2 separate regions of the Mus musculus genome follow, and region 1 is linked to region 2. The links are chromatin contacts, called in public Hi-C maps. All regions are on one chromosome and are shown on one strand. The core of a region is the stretch at or near the end of the contact, and the rest is flanking DNA. Distances in the headings are between cores, read along the strand shown. Region 1 overlaps Adgrf5 (adhesion G protein-coupled receptor F5). Region 2 has its middle 59 kb from the start of Adgrf1.

Evidence for each region. Hi-C and Micro-C count contacts between places; a contact is called where the count stands out from the background.
Region 1: a Hi-C map of stem cell-derived neural stem cells shows a contact between it and region 2, with 2.8 times the contacts expected there. The contact joins two enhancer-like sites. A contact is called at or near these places in 25 of 39 promoter capture datasets (the 3T3-L1 cell line, 3T3-L1-derived adipocytes, cranial neural crest and 14 more), 5 of 15 datasets of contacts at CTCF or cohesin (embryonic stem cells, large pre-B cells, liver and 1 more), 199 of 484 Hi-C or Micro-C datasets (the 3T3-L1 cell line, 3T3-L1-derived adipocytes, the 63-12 cell line and 97 more), 33 of 115 datasets of contacts at active chromatin or transcription factors (astrocytes, bone marrow-derived dendritic cells, bone marrow-derived macrophages and 23 more) and 2 of 9 other capture datasets (embryonic stem cells and embryonic tail).

What each region holds. Positions count from the first base shown.
Region 1 is chr17:43,455,411-43,462,512 of GRCm38.p6, forward strand. Adgrf5 (adhesion G protein-coupled receptor F5) reads left to right here. Exons shown (of 21, transcript NM_001081178.1): 21 at 1-4,147. Among named protein-coding and RNA genes, the nearest start is that of Gm25135, 4.7 kb to the left of the region's middle. Within about 2 kb of position 5,316, at least 18 of the 459 cell types and tissues checked have an H3K27ac peak or open chromatin away from gene starts, as enhancers often do. A contact at or near this core is called in neural progenitor cells, neural stem cells and stem cell-derived neural stem cells, where this site is marked.
Region 2 is chr17:43,325,132-43,332,980 of GRCm38.p6, forward strand. It overlaps a transcript of Adgrf1 not described here. Among named protein-coding and RNA genes, the nearest start is that of Adgrf1, 59 kb to the left of the region's middle. Within about 2 kb of position 1,795, at least 192 of the 459 cell types and tissues checked have an H3K27ac peak or open chromatin away from gene starts, as enhancers often do. A contact at or near this core is called in neural progenitor cells, neural stem cells and stem cell-derived neural stem cells, where this site is marked.

The DNA.
Region 1 (7,102 bases), core at 4,066-6,565, 130 kb after region 2:
TGGGTAACGTGCTCTCTCTGCAGACTTCTGGGAGCAGATGCTGAAGAGACTCTTTCAATAGAGAAGATGTTTTCTTTTGTAAAGACAGACTAAAAGCAAAGGCCATGTTTATTTTTGCTCCTAGCCCTATCCCATGTGTAATGCCAACTATGTATAGTATTTAAAAGAACCCTCCCCACAAGGCTCAACTTTTCTCTATGTACTGTAAAATAGAATTTTGAGGAGATTTTTATACACACACCCCCCCAAACACACACTCACACCATTGGCTACAAAGATAAGAGTTGATTGAAACAGTAAGTAAAAGGCTAGTATCCAGGAGTTCAGTGACTTCAAGGAAGGAAGGAAAGATGGAGGGAATGAGGGAGATAAGCAGGAAGGAGGAAAGATGATAGAATGGAAGGAAGGAAGGAAGGAAGGAAGGAAGGAAGGAAGGAAGGAAGGAAGGAAAATGTAGAAAACATTAGGGAGCACATTTTAAGGTTTCCACAGTTGTGCTCTAATATGGCCACTCATCTGCCACAGCTCCGAGAATGAAAATATATGGCTCAAAAACAAAATGAAATGAAGTCATGGGGGATATAGTTAGCAAGTTCCTGATCTTTCCCAGCTAAAAGGATAAAAGAGAGAGGCGGGAAAGTAGAAAAGAAAGTAGAAAGGAAGAGTCGGCACGAGGATGCTTCTGGCTGGATAATAATATTTGCAGGCAATGCACCCAAGGAGACACAGTTCTCATGACAAGGACACATATGAACCTTTGTATGTCAAGGTCTGAGCAAAGCACAGTGAACATGCAGAGCACGTATGACAGCCACTCTGTAAGATTCAAGAAAGGTTCATCTCTCATGATCTGTCAGATACGCATTGTATGCTAATTTGTTCAGCCTTTTGAAAGCCATGCATGCATATGTACATATTTTAATCCCATAATTGACAAACTTGATCTACCGCACTGAGCTCAGAGTCCTACGTCTGTCGTACATGTAACAACAGCTTTAACCGGGTACTCTCTGTGCATTGTAGAATAGATTTAATAATTATGTAGCATGTACATTTTTATTTTGTACTCGTGACTTCATTGTGACTGTGGTGATGACAGCCCTTGGTGTGCTGTCTGTATTGCTGTGTTCTATCCCTTCCCAGCCTTCTAAGTTCCTAGGCCAATATACATTCAGAGTTTCTATGGTCTGATTGGTGTTTCTTGCAGCCACTTGGAAGGAGAAAAAGGACCTGGCTCGATAAGCAAATCGCAGATCCCCCACCCCCACCCCCAAGAATTAGATTCTGAATTTATGCCCGTGTGGTTTTTTTGTATGTGTGTTTCTCAAATTACAGATATTTATTAAAACTGCATCCATGTTAGAACTCACCAGGTTCCATATCCAAGAGCAAGCATGCACCCCACATCAGGGTGTCAACCCAAAGGAACAGTGTCAGTTAACTTCTCATTGCTGTAGTAAGACACATGGATGAAAGCAACTTACGGGAGAAAAAGGTTTGTTTTGGTTTACCCTTCGGAATATAGCCCATTACGGCAGGGAGAGCACGGCTGTAGGAGCATGAAGCCAGCCCATCACACCCACCACCTCAGCAGTCTGGAAGTGGGATCAGGCTATGAGAACTCAAAGCCCTCACACAGTGACATCTTTCCTCTAGGCAGGTTCCACCTCCTAAAAGTTCTATAATCTTCCCAAACAGCACCATCAACTGGGGGCAGAGGGTTCTGGTACGTGGACCTATGGGAGACAATTCACATCCAAACAACCACAAGCTGCAGACCCTTTAGGACCGACGTGCAGCATTGAGTTTTTATAGAGTGAGAGACTGTGTGGGTCCTTCGTTGGGAAAGACAAGATAGAAGAGTCTGAGGTCTGACATCCATAGTTTTAGGTACTTTCAGTCTCTTAGTTCTAAGCTTGAAGTCTATTTCTGCTTCTCCGTTCTTCATAGCGGAAGGGCAGAGTGGGGCATACAAAGTCCCGTCCCTTGGGTTCCGTTTCTGCTTAAGTGCCATCTTCCCACACTTGCGTGAGAAACACCACACGCCTATCCCAATTTAATGGCTCATTATTTAAAGTTCTTACAGGAAAGGAATCCACAGGAAATGTGGATAAGATCTCCAGGGAGTCTCCAAAGCAGAGCAGAGTTCAGTAGAGGGAAGACAAGAGGCGTCTAGGATGGGACATCCTTTGGATCAGAATCAGGTGCCAGAGAAAGAATGGCCAGGAATGTTCAGCCCCTTGAGTTGCACTAAGGAGCATCAAGCCAGAGGGATTTGCATGGTATAACAAGGCAACATGGACGTCTTGGAAGCTCAGCACCAGGAGAGGCTGGGGCCGTTGTGCTCAAGAATGCAAAGATCCAAAGTACACTGAGCTTTGGCCCACTTCATTGGTGCCTCTTGGGAGCCATGGGGCTTGACCTTGTAAGGAGATCCTCCACAGTAGCATAATAGTAGGAACTCTGAGCTGAATTCCATAGCATGCAGATCTGGCCCTCTGCCTGCTTGCATTCAGAGAGACACGTCTCCCTTTCACCAATTAGCATGCCTACAAATTCTAATGCACACATGAATTCATACACAGACCTACAGATTGATCAAGACACACAGGAACATGTGTGCGCACATGTGCACGCGCGCACACACACATATGTATATGTATATATTCACGCACACACACACATACACACCCCCAGGCACATATGAACACACATTAACACCCAAATACACAGGCACATACATACAGACGTCATCATGAGAACCACCACATCTCTGTCCCAGCTGAAAGGCTTTTGGTTTAAAATCCCCATGGGAAGTTTGCTAGTTTGTAAATGCAGGATTCAGGAGAGGGGGCAGACATATCCACTCCAACACGCACATACACAGACGTACCTTGATCTTTCAAGGCACAGCCCTTAATCCCAGAAAAGGAGGCTGGAGATGTTGCTCAGTGGTTAAGGATATATACTGCTCTTCCAGAGGAGTCTCTAGCTCGGATTCCAGCACCCACGCTGGGCAGCTCACTACCGCCTGTTACCACCAGCTGACAGCAATCTGTTGCTCTCCTCTTGACTTTGAGGCTGCATGCATGTACATATCCAGATACATTTACACATACTTAAGGGTTTGAAAATAAACTCCAGAAAAATCTATGTAACGAGATACAGAAGGAGCACTTCGTGGTTTCCTGCCCACCACTGTATATGCAACCCCATATTAACATTTCTAAATGAAACCATGAAATAAACATCGCATCCAAAGTTGTAAAAGACAGAAACACGTAGGGTCTGTGCATTGCGTGAAAGCTAGAGCCGGTGCCCAGTTCTGCGGCAGCAAGGGGGGACTGCGACAGAGAAGGCATGTTCTCTGACCTGGGTGCCAAGTGAGTCATGTTCACTTTGCTAAGAGAGCGCCACCTACTGCCCACATTCCCACATGTCTTTATTATGTAAAGTAGATTTCCTCCACCGGCCACCAACTTTCCTTAAGGGACTTTTCATTCAGGCAGTTTCTTGCAAAATGATCCATGCGAATGTTTCAGGGGTTGTGAAGTTGGAGAATCCAGAAATACACCATTAATTCACAGCAGTGTTCTCAGGGAATACCGTAAGCATCACCTACGGAGGAAAGGAAGAAACGCCAAGGGAAGTCAGGGCCTTTGTGATTTGTGCAGGGCACCTCAGAGAGGTCTGTGTTGGGAGAAAATACACACAAAGATGAGAGAGAGTACAGCAGCAGCCAGTGTGGAGGGAGGCATGTGGGAGTTATTCGCAGGTGAGTGGAGCAGTAAGTCACAGCCAGTTACAAAGACAGAAAAAAAAATTATGTGGGCTGGTTATTCAGGGAGAAAGTGTTTTATCTGCACCATGTAGAAATGTTGTGTATGGGCTTTTGCACCCCAAAGAGGAATCCAGGGACCCAGGTCAATAGAAGTCTGGTTCCTTGAGAATCCTCAAAGAAGGAGCTTAGAACAGACATCTCTTTCTTACTTATTGTTAAAGACAATAGAAATAGCATTTCTATTGCAACCAGATGCCGTAGGTCTCTAGAATTACGACTCAGAGTTTAAAGTCATGTCCTACTAAAATATCAGTGTATTAGTGATGCTGTCTTTCCTCATAATAAAATACCTAATGATTTGCCCGGCTCGCTTTGCATATGGTGTCCATTTGTTGGTCAGGTGCTGCTGTCTCATGATTGCACGAATCAGCCAGAAAGGCCTTCAGACTTCCAGAGGATGCCAGAGGCTCATGGCTGAGCTCTGGCGGGTCCCTCAGCTTTTGTCGCACGGTCCAGACTCCCAGGAATGTTGTGATGATCCAGCGCCACACAGGTGCTTTAAACGGGGTCCTTGAAGCAAAGTTCAAAGGGACCTAAACATCTAGGAAACAAATCAACTCATGTCTGTTCCAACATGTGTGGTTTGGTTGGCTGAACCGAGAGTCCCGTGTCCTATATACACAAATGCTTTCTAGCACATTCGCCTAAGCTGAGGTTGGCAAGGCTCCTGCACCTGTGCTTCTGGAGTGGGAACGGCTACAAGAAGAGGGTAGGTAGGCACAAAGACTGAAGCCCACTCTGAGTAAGACACCTGTATTTATTTCCGAAGGCTAATTCAGGGACTGGAGAGCCATGAAGGACCTCAGCTGTGGGGTTCTTTCCTCACCTCCAAAATCCGATTTCTGGCACCCGTGACAAAGCTAAAACAGAAGTCACGTGTCCAGCCCCTTCCAGACAGGCTGCTGGGTGAGAAACGGAAACGGAAGCATGTCAGGAGCCTTTTCACAAATGGGACCTGAGCAGGAGCTCCAGGAGCGAGCCAGTTCCCATCGCAGGGCTTTTATTCTTTAATTCAGAGCTCAGTGAAATATGATTGCAACTATTACAGAATAAAATGGACTGCCCCAAGGAATGTAGCAGGGGTTGGGGGGCGGGGGCGGGGGGAATAAAAGGCAAAAGGAACCGATTGGGCAAGGTCTGGGAAGACTGCTATCACGCCCCAGTTCCAGCAGCACTGGACAATAGAATTCAAGAATGTCTTCTTGCTTAGCCTCCTTGGGAGCGATTTTGATCAGTGTCCCATCCTGCCATTCAGCACCTCCCTCCCCCACCACCCTTGATTAACTGAGGAAAATTATTACATCCATTTGCTGTTTTTTTTTTTTTTTTTTTTTTCCTGGAACCGTGTGATTTTCCCCCATGATTTCACAGCTGTCTGAAGCAGCTTCCTCTCCCACATCTCCAGCTGGGCTAATAAGTGACAGCTGGCCTCAATCCTGTGGACCCTGGCCCGCCCTGTTTGGTTCTCCTGAAGCTTGCTCGCCACCTGGTGGACATTAGAGGACGTGCCTCTTTTGTGGTTCTAACTGGCGCATTGTGGAGTCCGAGGCTGAGGGTCTCTGGTGGACAATACACAGTGATGTAACTCAGGTCAGCTAAACAGAATGAAGCATAACGGATGTGGTGGGAGGAAGGAATCACTCCCCCTCCCGCTTGTAAATATTACAGCTCTGAAGGGAAAGGTTTTCCCAATGTGCCTGTTACAGCTCTGAGGGGAGTGGAGAAGTATCCTGGCAGTTGGGAGCCAAAGAATACCGAAGGGTCACACTGCACATCAGAGCGCACACAGATTTGCTGGGAAAGACACAAGAAAGTGGCTGCGTCTGCTCAGTCGAGAAGCAGCAAAGAGCTGAACAGGAGGCAGGCTTTATATAGAGTTTCTTGGGGTTGGCGTTTTCCAGGGCGGAGATATCCAGAGTGGGGATTGATGGGATTTCAAGTCCTGAGCTTGGGGTGAGCCGAGGGATTGGTAAGTTTTCAAGCTCAGGGATTGGTGGGTTTTCAAATCCCAGACATGAGTTCAGACTTTTACCCTAGACCATGTCCTTCCACTGTGACATTATGATCTTTGCAGGGACTAGTTAGGAAACACACAGAGGTGTGGACACACACGGTTGAACCATACATAGGGCATTTGCAGTCAGGAGGGTATGTATATGTATATATACATACATATGTGTGTATATGTGTGTTTGTGTGTGTAATATATCATATATGTAGCATATATGTAACATATATAACATGTGTGTGTATACACACTCATACATACATATATCTTTTTTTTTTTTCCACTAACAAAAGCTTATTCATGCGACCAATCAAATCTAGAGGCAGGCCCAGAAACAGTGACCCACTCCACCCTGTCCCCACCTGCACACCTGCCATCACCATCACCCCACATTTTTAAACAGGCTTCTGGAAGGTGCTTAAGGAAGAAGAATGGGCAGGGGCCTTCCATGTTTCATAAGAACACTTTCTCCATGAGCGAAGCTGCAAAAGAAAAATTGAATTCTCCTATTCCATGTTCTACCTCACCCACCGAAGAGTTTTATTCAGCCACAAAGAAAAGTATAATAATGTCATTTGGAGGAAAATGGATGTAACTGGAGATGGTTGTGCTATGAAATGTAAGTCTGATCCAGGAAGACAAACATCTCCTAGATTTAACACACACACACACACACACACACACACACATATCACACTACATACACACACAACACACACTACACACACATGACCATATACCCACACACCACAACATACACAACACACACACAACACACACACAGTACAACATACACACACCACAACAAACACACACACACACCACACACACACACAAGTAGAGTAGAGACTATTTGGGAAGAGGAAGGGAGAAGCAGAGAGCTGAAGTGGGGAGGAGGGAGAAGAGAGGGTAATGGGGTTGAATATGGTCTCACTGCAGAATAAACTTAACTCAAATGTCATTCTGTAGACTAGAAGACGGTTCACCAGTTAAGAGTTTATTACTGCTCTTCCAGAGGACTCAAGTTCAGTTCCCAGTACCCATGTCAAGTGGCTCACAACCTCTGTAACCCCAGCTCCAGGGTACACACTGCCCTCTTCTGGCCTTATGATTAACTGTACCCATTTGCACATATGTGGGAAGCCGTTACAGAGTGGCAGTTACAGAGTGGCAGTTACAGAGTGGCAGTTACAGAGTGGCAGTTGCAGAGTGGCAGTTGGCTACAGCTGGCCACCACACATACATAGCCAGTA
Region 2 (7,849 bases), core at 545-3,044:
CAACTGCGCCCTACCGCCATCTTGGAAGTAGATTATGGAAATAGATGACGAAAGATGGGCTACTGGGACCAAGAGATGTTGCAAGTAACTAAGGGAAGTATCATCATCCTGAAAAGAAGGGACCAAGTGAACACCAACAGAGAGGCAAGTCTCATGTTTTCTACGGAAGAGTCCAAAGTAACATCTCTAAATATCTAATTCTATCATGAGAAAAACCCAAAGGCATTGACTTTGAGCAGGTGCTGGGATCATTATCTAGATCACTCCAGCAGAGAAGCAAGACTCACCAAACTCCCCCTCCCCCCCCCCAGGCACATGATGCCCAATAAGGTTTCTGTATTCTGCTCCTAGGTATGGGCAGTCAAAGATCAGCAGGGTGCTTCAGAAAAGCCACTTTTCCAAACCATTTTGACTTTATTCTAAACGTGTGTCCTTTAATCGTCAGGTAGGAGTAGCTCTCACCCAAGGCTAAAGAAGCTTCTAATTGCAGCAGACGGGGACCATCATAGAAACCCACAACTGGTCAAATGCTGAGGGCAACAGGCTCTTAGGCCAATGACCAATCAATGTATTTACAACACGACCCCTACACCCAAGGCTTAGAGAACATTGCAGAAGAGGAGAGGAAAGAGTGTAAGAGCCAGAGGATCAGGACACTATCTGTTGTAAGATAGTATCAGGGAGAGAGAGAGAGAGAGAGAGAGAGAGAGAGAGAGAGAGAGAGAGAGAGAGAGAGAGAGAGAGAGAGAATGAGAGATTAAGTAGTGGGGTAGGGAGGAGGCAGTGGGTCTGATAGGAGTTGTGGGGAGGAGTCAGGAGTGATTATGATCAACATATGTAATATGGAACTCTTAAAGAATTAGTGCAAATACTGTGGTATTTTTAAAAATATGTAAAGGTCAGAGACAAATTTCTTCAGCTCCACTATACATGCACGTGATAGACTGAGTACCCAGACACTTCAGACCCAAGCGGAGAGGGTTTCTCACAGGGCCTAGACCTCCACTGAGCATGGGATCTGAAGCAGCTGGACTGTGGCCCCACTCTCCCATAGTGCCTTAGTGACTCAACACTCGCCTACGCTGTATGGGTCACATATTAACTAAGCCTGCTTCCTCTCAGTATAGCCCCCTCCAGCCCACACTAGAAACGTTTGAAAGGAGAGACATCCTTTGTCTTGTGGACCCAAAACGTTGCCTTTGAACTCCTGCTATGGTCTATTGTCTGAAATGAATGACCCTTCCAAACCCCAACCTGTAGAGTGTGTGTGTGTGTGTGTGTGTGTGTGTGTGTGTGTGTGTGTCCCCTCCTCTCTCCCTCCCTGAAAGCTAATAATGCACACTCACACATGTCTGTGGCATAAAGGCAGAAGAGATATCTGGGGGAGAAAGAGAACAAGTGGGGGCTGGGGGAGAGGATAGTGTAGGGGGGAACTATTTTTGTATATGCTAAGTGAAACACTAATATTTTTAATTAAAATAAACTTTTAATTTAAAAAAAAAGGTTTGCCTTTGTATAACTCTGTAAAGAACTCCGAAGAAGAGTCGCCTTTATTGCTCTATTTCCAGAGCAAACGAGATGGCCACTTGCTCCACTCTCTAGGAAGTTTCTCAGCTCAAAGCAGGCGTCAGTTAAAAACTCCCAGACCTCTTTCCTCCTTCTCGGAAACACGAAGCTTTGGCAAGAAGGCTGTTGAGCTGAACTGTACTTACGGTCACTTAACTTGAGGGGGCAGGCTCTGACCAAGAAACTCACGCAGACACCTTGAAAGCTTAATTGTGTCCCTAGCACAAAGGATATGACGCCGGTGGGAAGCGGGGCGGCCGGGGAGGGGGTGGGGAGCAGGGCAAGAGGCGCGCTGGGGTAGTGAGGGCGGGGCGGGGGATGGTGGTGCCCGGGTGGTGGTGGGGGGCGACAGTGTTGATGCTGCTTCTCTGATTAGGAATGTTGCTGAAGCCTTTCTCTGTTCAGTAGGAAAGATTAGGAAGACCAGAGCATAATAGCTCAGCTGAGGGGCAAACAATGCCTCTGTTTCCTGGATTTGTGCCCCGGGGCGCTGATAAACTGTGAGGGCTGCTTCTCAGCAAGGCGGGAATCTGCTTGGTTCTGTAAGCGATTTCACCTGCTAGAAACCAGCCTGTGTGAACTGGGTACACTTTTGGGACATCATGAGTGGATACAGGGTTGAGTCAAGGACCTTAGGGCTAGATTGACTGGTACTCCCGTGTGCTTTTCAGATTTAACTGCTAGGAACAAAGTACTTTGGAGAATTGCGTAAGGTTTGCGCTTTACCCCTACGCCTGAAGTGGCTGCGTTGCTCATTTTGCGGTTTTGGTTTTGTTCTTAAGGCCTAACACCCATAAACAGGTGACTTGCATCCTCAGCAGAGACTTAGAGCTCAAATGCTGTCCAGGAGAGATCATCGGAGCTGCCTTGCAATGAATGCATGGCTCACTTTGTTTTCTAGCATTGTGATAAAGACAATGACCAAAAGCAACTTGGGGAGGAAGGGGCTTATTGTCTTACTCATCCCCACCACAGTCGGATACTAAGGAAAACCAAGGCCCCGAGTCAAGCCTGGCAGGGACCTGGAGGGAATACGCTTACTGCTCTCATGACTTGTTAGCTTGTGTGTGTGTGTGTGTGTGTGTGTGTGTGTGTGTGTGTGTGTGTGCGCGCGCGTGTATTCCGGCACTACCTCTACCAGGGGTAGCTCTAGCCCTAGTGGAATGGCCCCTCCCTGCAGCAATTATTTATTAAGAAAATGCCCCAGATACTTGGTCAATCTCCCGGGGTTGGGGGGGGGGGGGGGAGTGCATTTTCTCAGTTCCCTCTTCCAAGGTGACCTCAGTTTGTGTCAAGTCAACAGGAAACTACTCAGCACAGTGCCTCTGCCCTCTATCCTGGGGCTCAGGCTGGGCCCTGGGACCAGGAAACAGTAAACAGATCTTCCTCCTTATCTCTGCAGTCCCAGACTGAGTTACACTCTCCCAAGGCCTTCCAGCCCTGTACGCATAGCTAGACCATATATAGACTCTACTAGAACACACATACGGAACTCCATAAAAATGTTATAAAATTAGGTCTTTACCTTCATTCCTGGGGAGCTTTGCCTACACCTTCCCTGGAGCTCACTCGAAGTTGGGAGTTTTCTTGTATATAAGTATATTGGCGAATGAAGACGATTTCAACGGAATCTCACCTCAGCTTTTTCCATCAGCCAACATCTATTTCTGTGCTCCATTTAAGGCCTAGCAGGGTCTCTCTTTTCCTCTTTCTACTTGGCTTTGCCTCAGGGAAGCAGCGAAGACCGTGCCATTATATCCATACAGCTCTAGGTTTTGGTTTTTTGGTTTTTTGGGGTTTTTTTTTGGGGGGGGGTGTTAAAATTGAACTTCTGAGGTTGTCTTTTAAAAGATTTCATCTCTAAAATGGGTACAGAGACCCATTTCAGTCACCCCTCAGCTCTCTGGAGGCTGAAGTCAGAGGTTCATGAATTTGAGGCAAATCTAAACTACGCAGGGAGACCTTAGCTCAAACAGGAAAAGTATATTATTTCTACCACCAAACCATGGGGCAGTTCTCCCTACCCCTGCTCAGATTCTCTGTGAGTGTGTGCGCATGCGCTTGTTCACATGCGCATGCACTCTTTTGATTGAACCAGTGGTCTCTCCCATATCATGCTACTACTACATGACCATCAAGCTGTAACTCCTCCCCAAGGCACACATTTCTACCAAAGCACACACTTTAAGACAGTCTCACTTATCCCAGGTTGGCTTGACTCTCCATGTAACTGAAGGTAACTTTTTCTTTCGTTTCAGTTTGGTTTGGTTTGCTGTTTGGTTTTCTGAGACAGAGTTTCTCTGAGTAACCCTGGCTGGCCTGGAACTCACTCTGTAGACCAGGCTGGCCTCGAACTCAGAAATTCGCCTGCCTCTGCCTCCCAAGTGCTGGGATTAAAGGCGAGCGCCACCACTGCCTGGCTAAAGGTAACTCCTGATCCTCTTGCCTCTACCTCCTAAATGCTTGGATCACCAGGACCACAAAGTGTTGTGTTAGACAGCAGCTCCTACCCGGACAGATCACACCAGGTCAGCACAGTCCCACCAGAAGAGATGTATTGGGCAGATAAAGGAAGAGAAGGGGGAAAAGAAGAGGCGAAGGGGTTGGGGTCTCTGCCTTTTATTTGGCCCCTGCTGTAATCATGTGCACCAAGGTGCAAAGGTAAGGAGCATAAGTGAGGTGCACTGGGTGGTGGTTGCCATGGCAACAGAGCAAGCGGGTCCTTGTCACCTAGGGATGACGTCATCACTGGATTTGAAGATTGACTATAAACAGCTTCTGATGCCAACAAGAAGCATGCTGGCTTACAGGGGTACTGAGACCTGAACTCAGGACCTTATCACACTAGGCAAGCACTCTACCGACTACAACTTAGCTTATTCCAGAGTCTTCTGAAAACTGGGACAAGCTGGATGGAAAGCTAGATCAGGAAAAAAAAATATAGGAAGGTTCTCATAACTCATACTGCTAACTCTATGATAGGTCCACATTTTACCTGATTTGAACCTAGTTAAATGAGCAGGGATTCCATTCCACAGACTGGCTCCTGTGAGATGAAGGGGTGCATTCTCTCTGGGTCAGGGAAACCCTGGGAGGGCCACACCCAGCTTGCCTTGTTGTTTCCACAGTTCATCTGTGAAGCTGCAAACCTGCGTTCAATAGATAACCTCAAAGGTCCCTTCAAGCCCCGGCTTTCTATGGTTTTGTGTCTCTTCACAGTTAACACCCTGGGAGAAGAGAAACTTATCACCAAAAAATACCAGCCCGAGTGGGTTTGGCAAGACCTTATCTTGCTGGATAGGAATCATTGATGCAAACATTGCCAACAGCTAGCTACCTTATGCCAACTGAGTGGGCGGTGACACCCTATTGGAATTCGAACTGATGCTCTGACCCAGAGCAGAGGATCCCCTTGCTGTGATGTGCTGCCAAGGCTCACAGAGGGCTTGCGGATAAGGCTTCGTGGTCCTTAGATCTCAGCCACATCCCTCACCAGGGCCTGGGGAAGGCAGCTTTTGAATTCCATAACAAACACACTGCCAGGCTCTGCCAAGGATAACTGTGCTGTCTGAGAGCCTCACCTGGTGCTGGCGATAATGTGACTCAGTTTTCCTGGAGTCAGCTTGGCCAGGGACTAGCCCCATCTACCATCTCTTTCACCAGAGTGAGAGAATGTTACCCAGGCACCCACCCTTGCTTCTGAATTTGAAAGGAATGATAAAGAGGCACGGTCAGACTTTGTTTTGACCATTGTTGAGATGTTAGAGTCTGAGAGAGAGAGAGAGAGAGAGAGAGAGAGAGAGAGAGAGAGAGAGAGAGAGAGAAAGACTTGTTCAAGACCTGCTTTCTCTTAGACTAGAGAATGATTCTCAAAATCTTGCCCCAAACGGACCAGCAGAATCCATGTTATCAAGGACTTCTTAGAAATGCTTTGTTCAGGAGGGGGAGATAGCCCATTTACTCAATTGCTTACCCTGAAAGCCCAGGAACCTGAGCTTGATTCTCCTGAATCCATGTAAACAATTCTGGCCACAGGAGTGTGTGCTTGCAATGCCAGCGCTGGGAAGGTAGAGACAAGAGGGTCCCTGAAGCTCCATGGTCCAGACTGTCTTACACAGTGAGCTTCAGGTTCTGTAAGAGACCTGGCCTCAAAATCCTAACATGGAGCAGGGCATGGCAGTGCACACCTTTAATGTAAGCACCGAGGAGGCCGAAGTGGGTAGATCGCTCTGCCTCACAATTACCTGGCAACCAGGTAGGCCTGACCATCTATAAAAGGGGCTGCTTGCCCCCTCCTCGCTTTCTTGCTCCTCTCTTGCTCCTCTCTTGCTCTATTGCCCTTTCTCTGCTTCCCCCCCCCCCACGTCTCTCCCCATTCCCCCCCACACACCTGCTCATGGCCCACCGCTAATCCTCTACTCTTCTACTTCTCTACTCTCTCTGTCTTTCTCTGCCTCCATGACCTGAATAAACTCTATTCTATACTGTACCATCATGTGGCTGGTCCCTCAGGGAGAAGGGATGCCTCGGCATGGGCCCCCTGAGTCACCCTTTCCCCCCCACACACACACCTTACCACACCTCCATAGAACATATACCCTCTCTTTATCTTTTTAAAACACATCAGTGAGACCATGTTTCAAAAAAAAAAGTAGGGTAGGGTGGAAAGAAACTGAGAAATATCTACCTGTACACCCACACTCACCCACTCACACACATACACCAGGGACCTGTGTTTCCACACACTCAACTAACTCCTGGGTACTCAAGTTCACAGGCACTCAACTGAAAACCTGAGTGGAGTTTATAAGAGGACAGAGACTTGATAATTAGGGAGTAAAGGAGGCTCTGAAGCCTCTTGTGTATGGGAAGGTCAGGGTGGTATGAGCCCCTCATTCTGGTTCATTCTCTATGGTCATTGGCGCTTCTGAGTCTCAACAATCAGGAAGATGTTGGAAAATGGTCTGAATAAAGCTGTTGGATGAGGCTTTCCAGGTGATGTAATATGAACGAGATGGGTTAGATGCCTGGCTCAGTTACTTAACTGTGCCGACTTGGTTACCCTGCCAAGCTTTGGACGCATTAGTGTAAGGAAATGCCAAGAGATAAAGTCATGGGGTGTGAGCACCGGAGGGAAGCATCTGGGTACCATCATCTCTCAACTCTCTGAGGCAGGAGCAGGAGGTTCATGAATCTGACGCAAATCTGAGCTGCAGTGGGAGCCTTAGCTTAAATAGCCAAAAGGACATCATTTCTAACACCAACCCATAGAGCAGCCCTCACCCCTATCCCTTGCACAGATTATATGTACATTCAAGATGGATCCTGAGATGGATTATCGGAGCTAAGGAGTTTATCAGATGACTTATCAGTGCCATAGACAGACAGACAGATGGACAGCAGCAAGTTAGGGGCTTTGAGGCAAATTCAATTGCTACAAAGACCGCTTAACAGGTTAAGCCTCCGAAGAGAAGGAAACTGGATCCTTTTCCTTTTCTTAGACCTTTCTGAAGACTGGGGTTTTTCACAGTGTGACCACCAATACCCACTTTGATACAAACCCTGGTATCTGGGAATCTGCTGGGTAGATACACACAGGGAGTGTTTCGTGTGGAACCTGACAGTAACAGTAGCTGTGTGTGTGTGTGTGTGTGTGTGTGTGTGTGTGAGAGAGAGAGAGAGAGAGAGACAGAGACAGAGACAGATACACGGGGGGGGGGGTCTGCTGCAGGTCTGCATTACATGGGCTAAGCAGTCGCTGGGTTCCTGCGTGTTTAACATTCTTAGGAGACTTCCTGTTATTTGATGAGCACCCGAGGAATGGCAGCTCTTGCTAATGTGAGTGCTGATGTGAGCAGCATGGTTGCTGGCGTAACTCAGGGTGCTTAAAGGAAAGGCCTCGTTAGAGAGGACAATGCATGCACACCAACCTCATTTCTACCCTGACGTCCTTGGATGGGCTGTTGTAGCACTAGCTGTGGAATGGGGGTGGAGAAGTAGGACCAAGCAGCCGTTTAGTACTTTAAGAAGTACTAAGGATTTTCAAGTAGCACTTTTCACTTTCATCCTCTTCTTCAGTCGGAGAAGCAAACTCAGATCTTCAACTGTGCAGGGACAATGTGCCATCTACTAAATCATGTGAGCCACTCCTGCTGTGCCACACTGGGGCAGTAAGAGGAATTACGCAATTCTTTTCCCTCCCCATCCTTCCTTTATTTAAACTTGAAGCCGCTGTCAGTATCTGAAAGATGGATTTGGGGGAGGGGGCAGGTCTCTAGACACT